Linked DNA regions of Mus musculus: region 2 is linked to region 1. A link is a contact called in public HiCAR-type data. All regions are on one chromosome and are shown on one strand. The core of a region is the stretch at or near the end of the contact, and the rest is flanking DNA. Distances in the headings are between cores, read along the strand shown. Region 1 overlaps Immp2l (IMP2 inner mitochondrial membrane peptidase-like (S. cerevisiae)). Region 2 has its middle 26 kb from the start of Gm46348.

The links. HiCAR-type assays count read pairs that join an accessible place to other places.
Region 2: a HiCAR-type map of embryonic stem cells shows a contact between it and region 1, with 5 times the contacts expected there. The contact joins two enhancer-like sites. A contact is called at or near these places in 1 of 484 Hi-C or Micro-C datasets (embryonic stem cells) and 2 of 115 datasets of contacts at active chromatin or transcription factors (both in embryonic stem cells).

What each region holds. Positions count from the first base shown.
Region 1 is chr12:41,557,421-41,563,009 of GRCm38.p6, forward strand. The region is part of intron 4 of Immp2l (IMP2 inner mitochondrial membrane peptidase-like (S. cerevisiae)); the gene reads left to right. Among named protein-coding and RNA genes, the nearest start is that of Gm40412, 47 kb to the right of the region's middle. Within about 2 kb of position 2,066, at least 25 of the 459 cell types and tissues checked have an H3K27ac peak or open chromatin away from gene starts, as enhancers often do. A contact at or near this core is called in embryonic stem cells, where this site is marked.
Region 2 is chr12:42,014,747-42,020,335 of GRCm38.p6, forward strand. No RefSeq gene overlaps it. Among named protein-coding and RNA genes, the nearest start is that of Gm46348, 26 kb to the left of the region's middle. Within about 2 kb of position 3,000, at least 8 of the 459 cell types and tissues checked have an H3K27ac peak or open chromatin away from gene starts, as enhancers often do. A contact at or near this core is called in embryonic stem cells, where this site is marked.

The DNA.
Region 1 (5,589 bases), core at 816-3,315:
TCAGCGTCTCCTTTTGCTGACCTATTTAATACTAAGCTTCACAGATCATTATATCACTGCATTGTTTTTATACTGCATAAAAATTTCATCAGTGACTGGATAGAGGGCTCCCTGGGTAAGAATGCTTGCTTTGTAAACATGAGGACCTGAGTTCATATCACCAGCAATCATGCCTATGTGTGTCTGTAACCCACCACTGGGGACCAGGGACAGGCTCCCAAGAGCCAACTTAGCCAAATCAGCAAGCTTCTTCTGGTACATAAGATGCTGGTCATACTGTGAGATGGAGGTGAGGTGATAGAGAAGAGCACACTGTCCTAGTTTGGCCTCCTCGTGTGCATGTACTACATCTAAGCATTGTCATGTTCACATACCAATCCATGCACAAACACAGAACTCACCATTGGCTTTGCTGTGATGTTTGCTTAAAATGAAAGTTATTAAGTGCATTAAAATCTAGTAGCCAACATGAAGACTTTTATTTTTTTATTGTAAAGTCTCACTTATTGATTTATTTAGCGTATAAGCCAATGAGCAATATAGAGAGCAAGTGTGGTAGAGTTCAAAGAAAGTGCCACTGGAGAAGTAAAGACTTGAAGTTCAGCACTCACGCTGTGTTTGGCACACATGCACTTAATCTACTTAAAACAGGACCATGTGAGCTCAAAGGACAAACATATCTTAAGTTTGCCTTTTATGCAGCAGAGCAAGCTCCAAGTAGAAAAACGATCTTAATCCACAAAGCAAAGACATATTATTTTCAACAAACAAGCTTGATAACTTCTCACTGTGCCAGGCACAGAGGAGACTTTACTCACAGAATACCACGGTCTAGCTTTTTCCTCTCCTCTCTTCCTTTTGCTCCTCTCCCACCCCTGCCCTCCGGTCCTTCTCCTTTTCCTCCCTCTCCACTATTTTTATTTTTCTCTGCTTCCTTCCCTTTTCCAACACTCCGTAAAATTCCAATTTTTAAGAATTTTCTTTTTAATCAGGGAAATTCAAAATAAGTGATGATTTACAAAGAGAAAACACTTGAGGCATAGTTTGTAAAATATAAAATACCACCAATATTAATTTCAGGAACAAAATTAGCCCCCTTTACTCTATGTATATCACAGTCCTCCCTGGTCCTGTCCACCAGTTTATTGTCTGCCATAGACTTGTTTATGTGTTCTGTGGAATCTAACTGAGGAACAGTAGTGGAAGCTGAAATGGCTCAGTAAGAGCTATAGAACAAACAATGAAATGGAGACCTTGTGATGAGTTTAGCTGTGAGAGATGCTAGTGTTACACGCAGCTTATAATGACCTTGAGTTCAAGACCAAAACAGGATTTAAAGTACACTATACTCAAGATAAGAGCATAAGATGGTACAAACCATTCCTTGTTTTATTTATGGCTTTTAGAAGACCCTAGCTAGGTGTGTGTGTGTGTGTGTGTGTGTGTGTGTGTGTGTGTGTGTTTGTGTGTATGTATGAATGTATCTACCTATATATATTTCAAACATCATACCAAAACTCTATAAGTAACTTCGAACCTTTTTTTCCTGACAAACTAGGAGCAGTATGCTAAAAGAAGCTGGTTGCAGACTCCTGGCCTAAGGCCTGAGGTGCACATTTTACACCAAAGCAGACCTGACCTCCAGATCCTCCCTGCTTCCTTAATACCTACCTGGCAAACCCTGCCCCCACCCAGAACTTTCCAGGCCAGGGGCTGGGCTGCCCTGCCCACAGAGGCTCCTCCCTACACAATCCAAACAGAACCCTGACTGAACCTTTAAGAGCAGTATGGGGATAATTTCAGTAATTTAAAAAGATGTTGCTTTCTATAATAAAAATTGACTCCTTTTCTTTTATTTACTTGAATCAATGCTTGTTGCAAACACCTTAAAATCGAATTGAAATACACCTAATCCTTGTTTTTCTGAAGGACTTGATTCCCTGTTTCAAGCCCATTTGTGGTGGAATTCTGAGCTATTTATATGTAAATGAACATCTCTGGTAATTGGCACAGGGAGAGCCCGGGAGAAGCCCAGGCATCTCAGAGAAAGTAGGGGGCTTTCCCTCTGTTATGCATTCATGGTGGTGAGTGGGGACAAACAGTTTGAGCCTCATGTCAACATCGCTCTCCCTGGAAATAAAGCGAAGCAAAGGGAAACTTTGTGTTAAGGATTACATGGTGAACTTTTGTGTGTGTGTGTGTGTGTGTGTGTGTGTGTGTGTGACACGTCACCTTAGAGCTGCCAGGTCTGATAGGAAGCAAAAAGCAATCATTAACTTCTAACTACTTGGGATAGGAACTTATTTGCTTCAGGTGGTTGAGTTAAGGTAAAATTGTACAATGGTTTTGGTTGTGAAAGACGCAGTTTTGTTAGATTGCAGCTTTGTGACAATGGTACCAAAACAGTGGTTCTGGTTTTACATTTTTCCTAGTTTTTATGGGTGTAAGAGGAAAGTGTTACTGAATGACCTTCTAGGGAAATAAGAACATTTAACAGTGCTCAGTGCCCAGGGGAATTTGTTCCACGGCCATGCCCAGCACTTATGGGATGTTTCAACTTTAAGGAGAAAAAAATTTAAATAATAAAGTCAGTTATGGTGCAAAGAATGAGACCCTAAGATGGCTCATTTGGTAATTGCACTGGCAACCAAGCCTCATGACCCAAGTTTAATCCCAGGGGCCAACGGTTAAGAACTGACTTTGGCAGGTTTTCCCCTGACTTTTGAGAGTGTGCCATGACCCACACAGACCCCTAACCCCACAGGCTTACTAGATAGGTGTTTCAGAAAGCAGTGTGAGTACTGACGTAGTTTAAATGACATAGTTTTAAATTCACATAGCTGTCTAGCAATCTATTCACACAGCTAATTACTGACATTTCTAGTAAATTCTGCTGGTCTTGAGCAGTAGACCGAAGGGCTACTGTGGCACAGCAGAAAACAGGGCCCTCCAGTGTTCCTTGTGGTTGTCACTTTCCATCTGTAAGCCCTAGTGGACAGTTGGATGACAGTTGCCTCCTGATTGTGGCTTGTTTGTCCTTTGCAGTGCCTTCACGGCTTTTCCTTCTGTAGATGACGGTTGTTTAAAACTTTCCACTTGCCAGTAACTCCACATAGAAGTATACACTTGAAATGTTCACTGATCTCAAGTCATAAATATACCTATTTTAAAACAGTTCTTCAGCATAAGATATAATTTGACCACTTATTACAGATGACAGCAAACTCACATCACAGTAAGATACATAAACATGCTTATTTTATATTTAAAAAAAAAAAAACCCTGAAAATTGCCTGACAGCGCTGCTGAAGCACCCTGCACATATCCACACAGCATAAAGGGCAACAGGGGATTGTTGGCTGTTGTAGAAACGGGCTGGAATCCTGTTTAATGCACCCCAAGTCAGAAACTTAAACAGCTGTTTGTAAAACCAGACATCTTAATATAATCCCCACATATGCTAATTTGATATTTAGATGCTGAATAATGATGGTATGATAATGTCTTTGCTTTTCACAATTAAACCATTGTATTTCTAGAAGAAGAAAATTGCTTGTAGCTACAGTAAAACTACTGCTGTTCAGAGGAGTTGACAGTCTTACCCTGTAGTTTGCTGACCTTGGGTGGATGGGGTGATGGCATTCAGAGGTTGATATGAACATCAAAGCTGTGGTCAGGCAAGACAACAGGGCATGTGCTGCCAGAATCCCCCTCAGGTTCATTTTAACAGTTGTTTTGCATTGATCTTTAAAATCTGAAATATTGCTGCTAGGAAAAACAGTTCCTTAGATAAACACACCCCTTCTTTATGAGTCAGCCATTTTATGCGTAGGTATGTAAGGAAATGTAAGCATATTATTTTTGTAGCTGCTTGATTCAGAATGTCTCAAACTAGAAGGCATTTAAGTAGGTGAATAAACACCCTGTAATGTATCTACCTATTGAAATAATACTTCTTGCCAGGACTACATGTAAAGACTCTATCTCTCCCCAATTCCACAACCCCCAAAAGACATGAAATCCTACTACCCAGTAATAAACAAGGTGTAAACTTCAGCCAGGATGAATCTCAAAATAATTATGTTGAGCTAAACTATTGTGCTGACATTGGAGAAAATAGCAGCTATGTTAAAGACACACAGTTGAATGTCATTGGGAGTTTCTTTTCAGGAAAAAAAAAAGTTTACATATTAGTTTTCTGTGGCAGCCCTTAAAAAAAACAAACAAACTACAAACTTAGTGACTTGAAAGGTTAGCTTTTAGTTCCTGCACAGTTCAGAGCTGTTTGTATGCTATCTATTTATAGAAGCTCTGGGCAAGAGCTGGTCCTGTTCCTTGGCCACATCTGGTGGCCATTGCTATTCCTTGCCTAGTTTCAGCAGTGTTCTGTGCTGTGAATTCATCTTTACCTGGCCTTCCAGTGGTTCCTTCTCTATGTCTTACTTTTAATACAGACACTCTATAGGACTACTTGTATGGACACAGGGTTACATCTAGATCTTTAATGATAATATGCTTATCTCAAGAGCCTTTGTCTAAAAACAGCCTTTTTCCAAGCAAGGTGTTATACCTAGGTTCCAAAACTTAGAATGTTTTTTTAGAATGTCTTTTAGCATGTCTTTTTTAGAATGTCTTTTGCATGTCTTTTGGCGGTCATCATTCTGTCACCTACTCTGTATTATTCTGCTTACAGAAAACTGTAGAAAAATGCAGCCTAGTTCATGGTGACAAAGGGTTTTTAGGACATCTGGAGAATAAGACACGTGCTTTGCTCTGGTCATCTTCACAGCAGCACCTTTACAAGAGTATACATATGCTAGAACAGAACCAGGATTGAGGAGATGGCGTAGTCGTTAAGTGTGTACCCACAAGCCTGAGGTCCTAAGTTGAGATTCCAGCACCTAAGTCATGATGAACATTGTTCTGAGTATCTGTAATCTTAGCACTGGAAAGGGAGTCGGTGGGGACACACTGCTAGTCAGTCTAGCTGATTGATGAGCGCCTAGTTCAATGAGAGACCCTGTCTCAAAAGTGTACTGGCTGATTTTCCAGAAGGCCATGTTCCCTTCCCAGACTCCACATGGTGACTAACAACTGTTTGTAACTCCAGTTCCTTGGAATTAGAACTTTCTGGTTTCCTCTGAACTTTGATTAGAGCAGTGATCTATTGAGGCACGTGACTTTACACAGTCCCATAGCCCTCTAAACATGTACATGGCGCTCAGACATACATGCAGGCAAAACAATCATACACATAAATACATACATACATACATACATACATACATACATACATAAATACATAAAAGGTAAGGTGGAGGGTGACTGAGGAGGATATTAGATGAAAACCTCTGGTGTTCACAGGCACATATATGCACATAATCACTTATATACATGTGCTACACATACATGTGCATTCTCTCTCTTGTATGTAGCAAGCTATACACTTTAAATCTATAGCATTCATCATATATCAAGGCTAGTTTAATAAAGTATTTTATCCGGTATGGAGTGACCTAGTAAAATTTTGACCTAGAATTTTAGTTTGCTTTAGTATAACCTGTGGCTCCCACCCCATCTCATCCCACC
Region 2 (5,589 bases), core at 1,750-4,249, 460 kb after region 1:
CTGAATGAATGAGTCTGAAGCATAGGAGGGAGGTTGCAGCTGGACCTTCCTAGGTATCATCTTCCTGAGCCCAGCTAGAATACTCTGTGCTGCCTTGTGTGACCAGTCTGCCCGATAACCTCACTTTACCCCGGACCCCAGCTTAGGAGGCTGTCAGGACTCACCACTTTTCCCTGTGGTTCCTCCCAACTTAAGGTGCATCATATGCTTATCTTTATTTAGAAAACCAAATAGTGATACAACAACAAGACAGTACCTGCAAGAATTTTTTTTTTTGACACTGTATGTTCTGCATTAAGAGAAGCACTGGCTAGTAAAATGTGATCTATTGTTTTTGTATTAAAATACCAACTAGGACAGGACATATAAAGATTGTAGTAATGTAAAGATCTGAGAAAATTTTGCACATTATTGAAGTTAGATTTGTCCAGTTTGAGGCCAAATTCTGTTTCTTTATGATAACATACAACTTATGCTTATGCTATATAGAATTGTCCAGATCTCTACTTTAGTTTTACCTTTGCTGGGAATATTTGATTTTTAATATGCCTTTTTAAAGTATAGTGAGTGAGTTTGTAGGCTCTCAAATAATTTCTTTAATTCTTAATATTAGATTTATTTCTGTTGGCAAAAGTATTGGAATTCTGTTAGGATAGGAGAAAAACTATACTTCTAAACCTGTTACTAGGTCAGCCTGTATGCTGTTAGCATTGTTTAGATACAATGAACATTTTGTCATGTTAACTGCATACATATTATTTCCTTCCACAAGAATTAATTTTGGATGTTTGATATTTTTTATGACTAAAGTTAAAGTCAAAAAGAATTGCTAGTATGAGTGACTTAGAAATATTAAATTTACAGAAATTAAATGGTCATCACAGGTAATAAATTATCTTTTGCTGTTTTTTTTTTTTTTTAAAGCTATTGAGAAAGAAGACAAAGTAGGTAAAATGTGACTAAAAATGTGACTTTTTGGAACCAGAATTAGAAGAGGCAAATTATCTGTTTATGCTATAAAGTACGTGACTTCATCTTTAAAATTTCCCTACAATAGTGCATATGATAATTCTATTTCTATACATATGTTGTACATAAATTGCTTAAAACTTTTAAATGATATGGTATATATAATAAAAATCTATGGAAATAACACGATATGTATATTGTGTAAATATATCCTGAGTAAATTAATATATCATATTTTCTATACTTGTGCTATATGTTACTATACACACACATATATATACATAAAACCTAGGCAAATGCTTAATTTTTATTATATGTGTTTTATTAGTTTTTAAAGTGAAGTGTATGTTATTACAGCATGCAGTATTATAAATAGTAAATTATTTTTTGTAAATTTTAATATTCCTAAGCCATCCATACTAGCAATTCTTTTGACCATATATCTTTCCTTCTGTTACCTGAGTGTTACATGTGGTAGAATTAAAATTGCCACTAAGGACTTACATAGTATTTTCTGTTTCTTTGTTTGTTTGTTTTGGAAATTAAAATGTAGGTATATCATTTCCACTCTTTCCTTCCTTCAACCCTTCCTTTTTTCGTTTTATTTATTTTGTTAATTATTTATTTACATTCCATACATTGCCCTCTCTCCGGTTACCCCCCCCCCCCCACCACACACACACATAGACACATTTCCTCACCCCATTCCCCCTCAGCCTTGCCTCTGGGAGGGTGCTTCCCTCCCCCTATCTTCCTTTCCCGGTCCTTAAGTCTCCAGAGGATTAGACACATCTTCTCCTACTGAGGCCTGAACAGGCAGTCCTTTGCCATATATGTACTGGTTAAGACTCTGGTGAGCCTTAGCTTACCGGGGACCCCCTGAGTGAACCACATGGAGCCAGGATTGATGCAAAAAGCAAGAGAAATATATTGTTCCAATGCACTGTGGTAGTCCCAGACCCGAAGGAGAGGTGGCGACCATCAGTACCTGTTCAGCGAGTTTTTATACGGTTTCCAGGGGCAGAATAGAGCATTAGCAACTAGGCACAATATGATTGGCTGAACAGTGCACCCTTTAAACTGATTGGTTTTTAGGGAATGAGGTGACAAAGACTTCCCTTGTCTGAAGGTGAGCAACGGTCCATCCTGTGGAAGTGTCCCCATCCGCAAGCAGGTTGGTTCCTGCCCTGTGGTCTGAGAAATGTTAACTAGGCTCTCTCTCCCAGAGAGGCAAGTGTTTCATGGCCTTCCCAAAGTTCCTGAGTTGACCTTTTCACCAGGTATTGGGGTTGGGGGTAAGGGAGCAGGAGAGAAACCCAGAGAATGAGGACAATAAATAGACATATGCAGCTTCTAGAGGTGGGAGGCAGGGGAAGCCCCTAGAAACCTGGGAGGTGAGAGACTTTCAGCATTCAATGGGGATGACCCAAAATATCCCAGCAGTGGAGATAGGGAAGACGATTTCACCTCTAGTAGATAAACAGGGCCCCAAGTGGAAGGACATGGTTACCAACCCACGGTCAAAATCTCTAAGAATTGTTCATCTAAAAGAACTATAAGGACAAAAATGGAGAAGAGATTTTTCCAGTGACTGATCCAACTTGGGATCCATCTCACAGAGGGTGGGATTGTGCACCAAAGCCTGACACTGTTACTGAGGCTATGATGTGTTTAAGACAGGAGCCTAGCATGGCTGTCCTTTGAGAGGCCCAACCAGCAGCTGACAGACAGATGCAGGTTCTTATTCCCAACCATTGGAGTGAAGTTGGGGACCCCTATGGAGGAAATAAGGAAAGGATTGAGGAGATGAAGGGGAAGGTGACCCCTTAGAAGACCAGCAGTCTTCTAGAAATTCTCAAGAGACTGGACCACCAATGAGGCAGCATACATAGGCTGATCCCAGCACCCTCTTCCCCCAGATCCTATAGACCATCTTCATTTTGAAAGGAGTCAAACTGAGCCTTGCATATCCTGCATGCTTGGAACAAGAAAAGCCAGTGACACAACTTCCTGCCCCCTGCCTTGGTGGTTGGGGGAGGGGAGGAGACAATGGGCATGTGCACCACTAGTCTAACCTTGAGTCTGCCCAGAAAGCAACAAGCTGTAGCTTACAACGTCCCCTTTCCAGCACAGTTGGGCTCCTGTGCTCCTCTCTCCTCTCTTGCTATGTTCTATCATCACCTTCTCTGCATTCTCTCCCTCCTCAGGCCTCCAGTCTGGCCAGGCCTCACTGTTCACTATGCTGTTGTTGCTGATTGAAATATATCCTGTACCATCAAAACTGTGAACCAGTTTTCTCAGAGTTCTTACAGTACTAGAAGAAGGCAAATTGAGAGAATTTGAAGTTTTTGATGTCACTTTGTGTGCTGGCTAGTATTGCATCAACTTGATAAAATCTAGAGTTATTAGAGAGGAAAGAGCCTCAACTGAGAAAATGTCCTCATACAATCAGAGTGGAGAAAAGCCTGTAGGCCATTTTCTTAATTAGTCATCGATGTGGGAGGGCCTGGCCCTTTGTGGGTGGTGCAATCCTTGGGTTGTTGGTCTTGGGTTCATAAAAAAGCAAGCTAAGCAAGCCATGGGGAGCAAGCCAGTAAGGAACTTGAAGAAAGTATTTCATTTGATTTTGGTTTTTATGGGTGCCCACAGTTGAGAGGCTTTGAATATTTTTCTTTTATTATAAATATATTCCTTTATATCATATATCCTGATTACCACTTCCCCCCCCCCCATTACACCTCCCAGTTCCTCCCCACCTCCCTTTCCATCTGGATCCATCCTCTTTCTCACTCATTGGAAATCTAATATGCTTCAAAGGTATAGTAGCAAAACAAAACAAAACAAAACAAAATAAAATAAAAACAAAAACAAACACATCAGAATAAGAAAAAAACCAAACCAAACCAAAAAAAAAAAAAAACCCAGAAGGAAAAGAGCCCCCCTAAAGCACAAGAGACAAATACAGATGCAGAGACCCTCTCATTAGCATGCTCAAGGATCTCATACAAACACAAAACCAGAAGCCCTAATATATACACAAAGTACTTGTAAGCTAAAAAATAAAATAAGATAAAAAAATGACAAAATCTTTAAAAGAAAGAGAGAAAGAAACAGCCCTGATATGACATTCTGAGGCAATGAATTTTCAAAGCTGCCATTGGCTTTGTTTTCCATTGGCCGTCAACTGCTGGGTACGTAGCCTATCCTTAAGAGTAGTCTTTAGTCTTTTTTTTTTTCTTTCTCAGTGAGACTCCTTTGGAGAAAATTAAAAACCCCATCTGGTGCAGACCTGTTCAGGCCCTGTGCATGCTACCTCTTTCTCTGTGAATTCATATGTGTGTAGGTCCTGTTGTGTTCAAAATGCCCATATTGTATCAACCCTTCCAAAGCATTCTCTGAGCTAAAATCTAAGGGAAGGGATTTGATAGGAACATCTCATTCAAGACCAAATGCTCCAAGGTCTGTCACTCTCTGCATATGGTTTGACTGTGGGTCTCTGCATTTGTTCTCATTTGCTGTATGAGGAATCTTCTCTGATGATGACTGAAAAAGACACCGATCTATGAGTATAGCACAATGTCATTAGGAGTCTATTAGGAGTTTATTGCTATTTTCCTTGAGTAGAACAGTTGTATTTGGTTTTACCCTAGGTCCCTGGGGTATTTAATCTCAGTTCTTTGGCCAACCAGGCAGCGTAGGGTATAGGTTCTTTCTCATGCAGTGGGCCTTAGGTCAAAGCACGTATTGGTTGCTTATTCCCTCAAGCTATGCTACAGTTGCACTAGCATATCTTCCAGGCAAGACACCATTGTGGATTAAAGAGTCTGAGTGTGCAGATGGGTTGGTGTTTACATTTCTCCTTTAGTACCATGCAGAGTATCTTCTGCTACCATGGACATCAGCCCAGTGAGGAAGGCTTTACGTAAGCACAAGTTGGACTTCTCCATTTTCAATGAGTTGTGTAGGTGTTGTTTTCAGTAATGGGGCCTTGTCATCAGTTTGTGGAGATACAACAATGGCCTTGGCAACAGCTTGGGCTGTTTAGGGATTCCCATGGGAGAACTCTGGCCAGTAACTCAATTAGATTCCACCTATTCTCACTACAGGAAAGCTTCATTTGGTTATAAAATCTATCCAGTTGGAACTATCTCTCCTACATTATTTGGTGATTTTATTTAGATTCCTTTTGTAGATGTATATGTTTACAGAAGCTTCTATTGTATTCCATTTCCATAGTACCTTTCAAATGGGTCTTAGTTTTAGCTGTCTCCCCTGTATTTCCTCCCTTCTCTTTGCTCTCCTTTCCCATATCATCCTTTAGTTCCAGTACCTCCCTATCCATTTATAAATATTTTTGTCTGGAACACTGTCCAGGAATGGAGTTGAGTGAGAAGAATTTTGAGTGCTTGTGAGAATACTCGGGGGGGGGGGGAGTGGGAGGGAGAGGAGGAGAGGGAGGGGGAGGAGAGGGAGGAGAGGGAGAGAGGAAGAGGGAGGAGAGGGAAAGACAGAGTCTTGTACCTCAGTTTCTTTAAAACACAGAATTGTTCTTGGAATGTGTTTTCATGCTTTTCTGAGGTTCAGTGGATAGGAGTTTACTCCAGATTACTGCTTGCTATT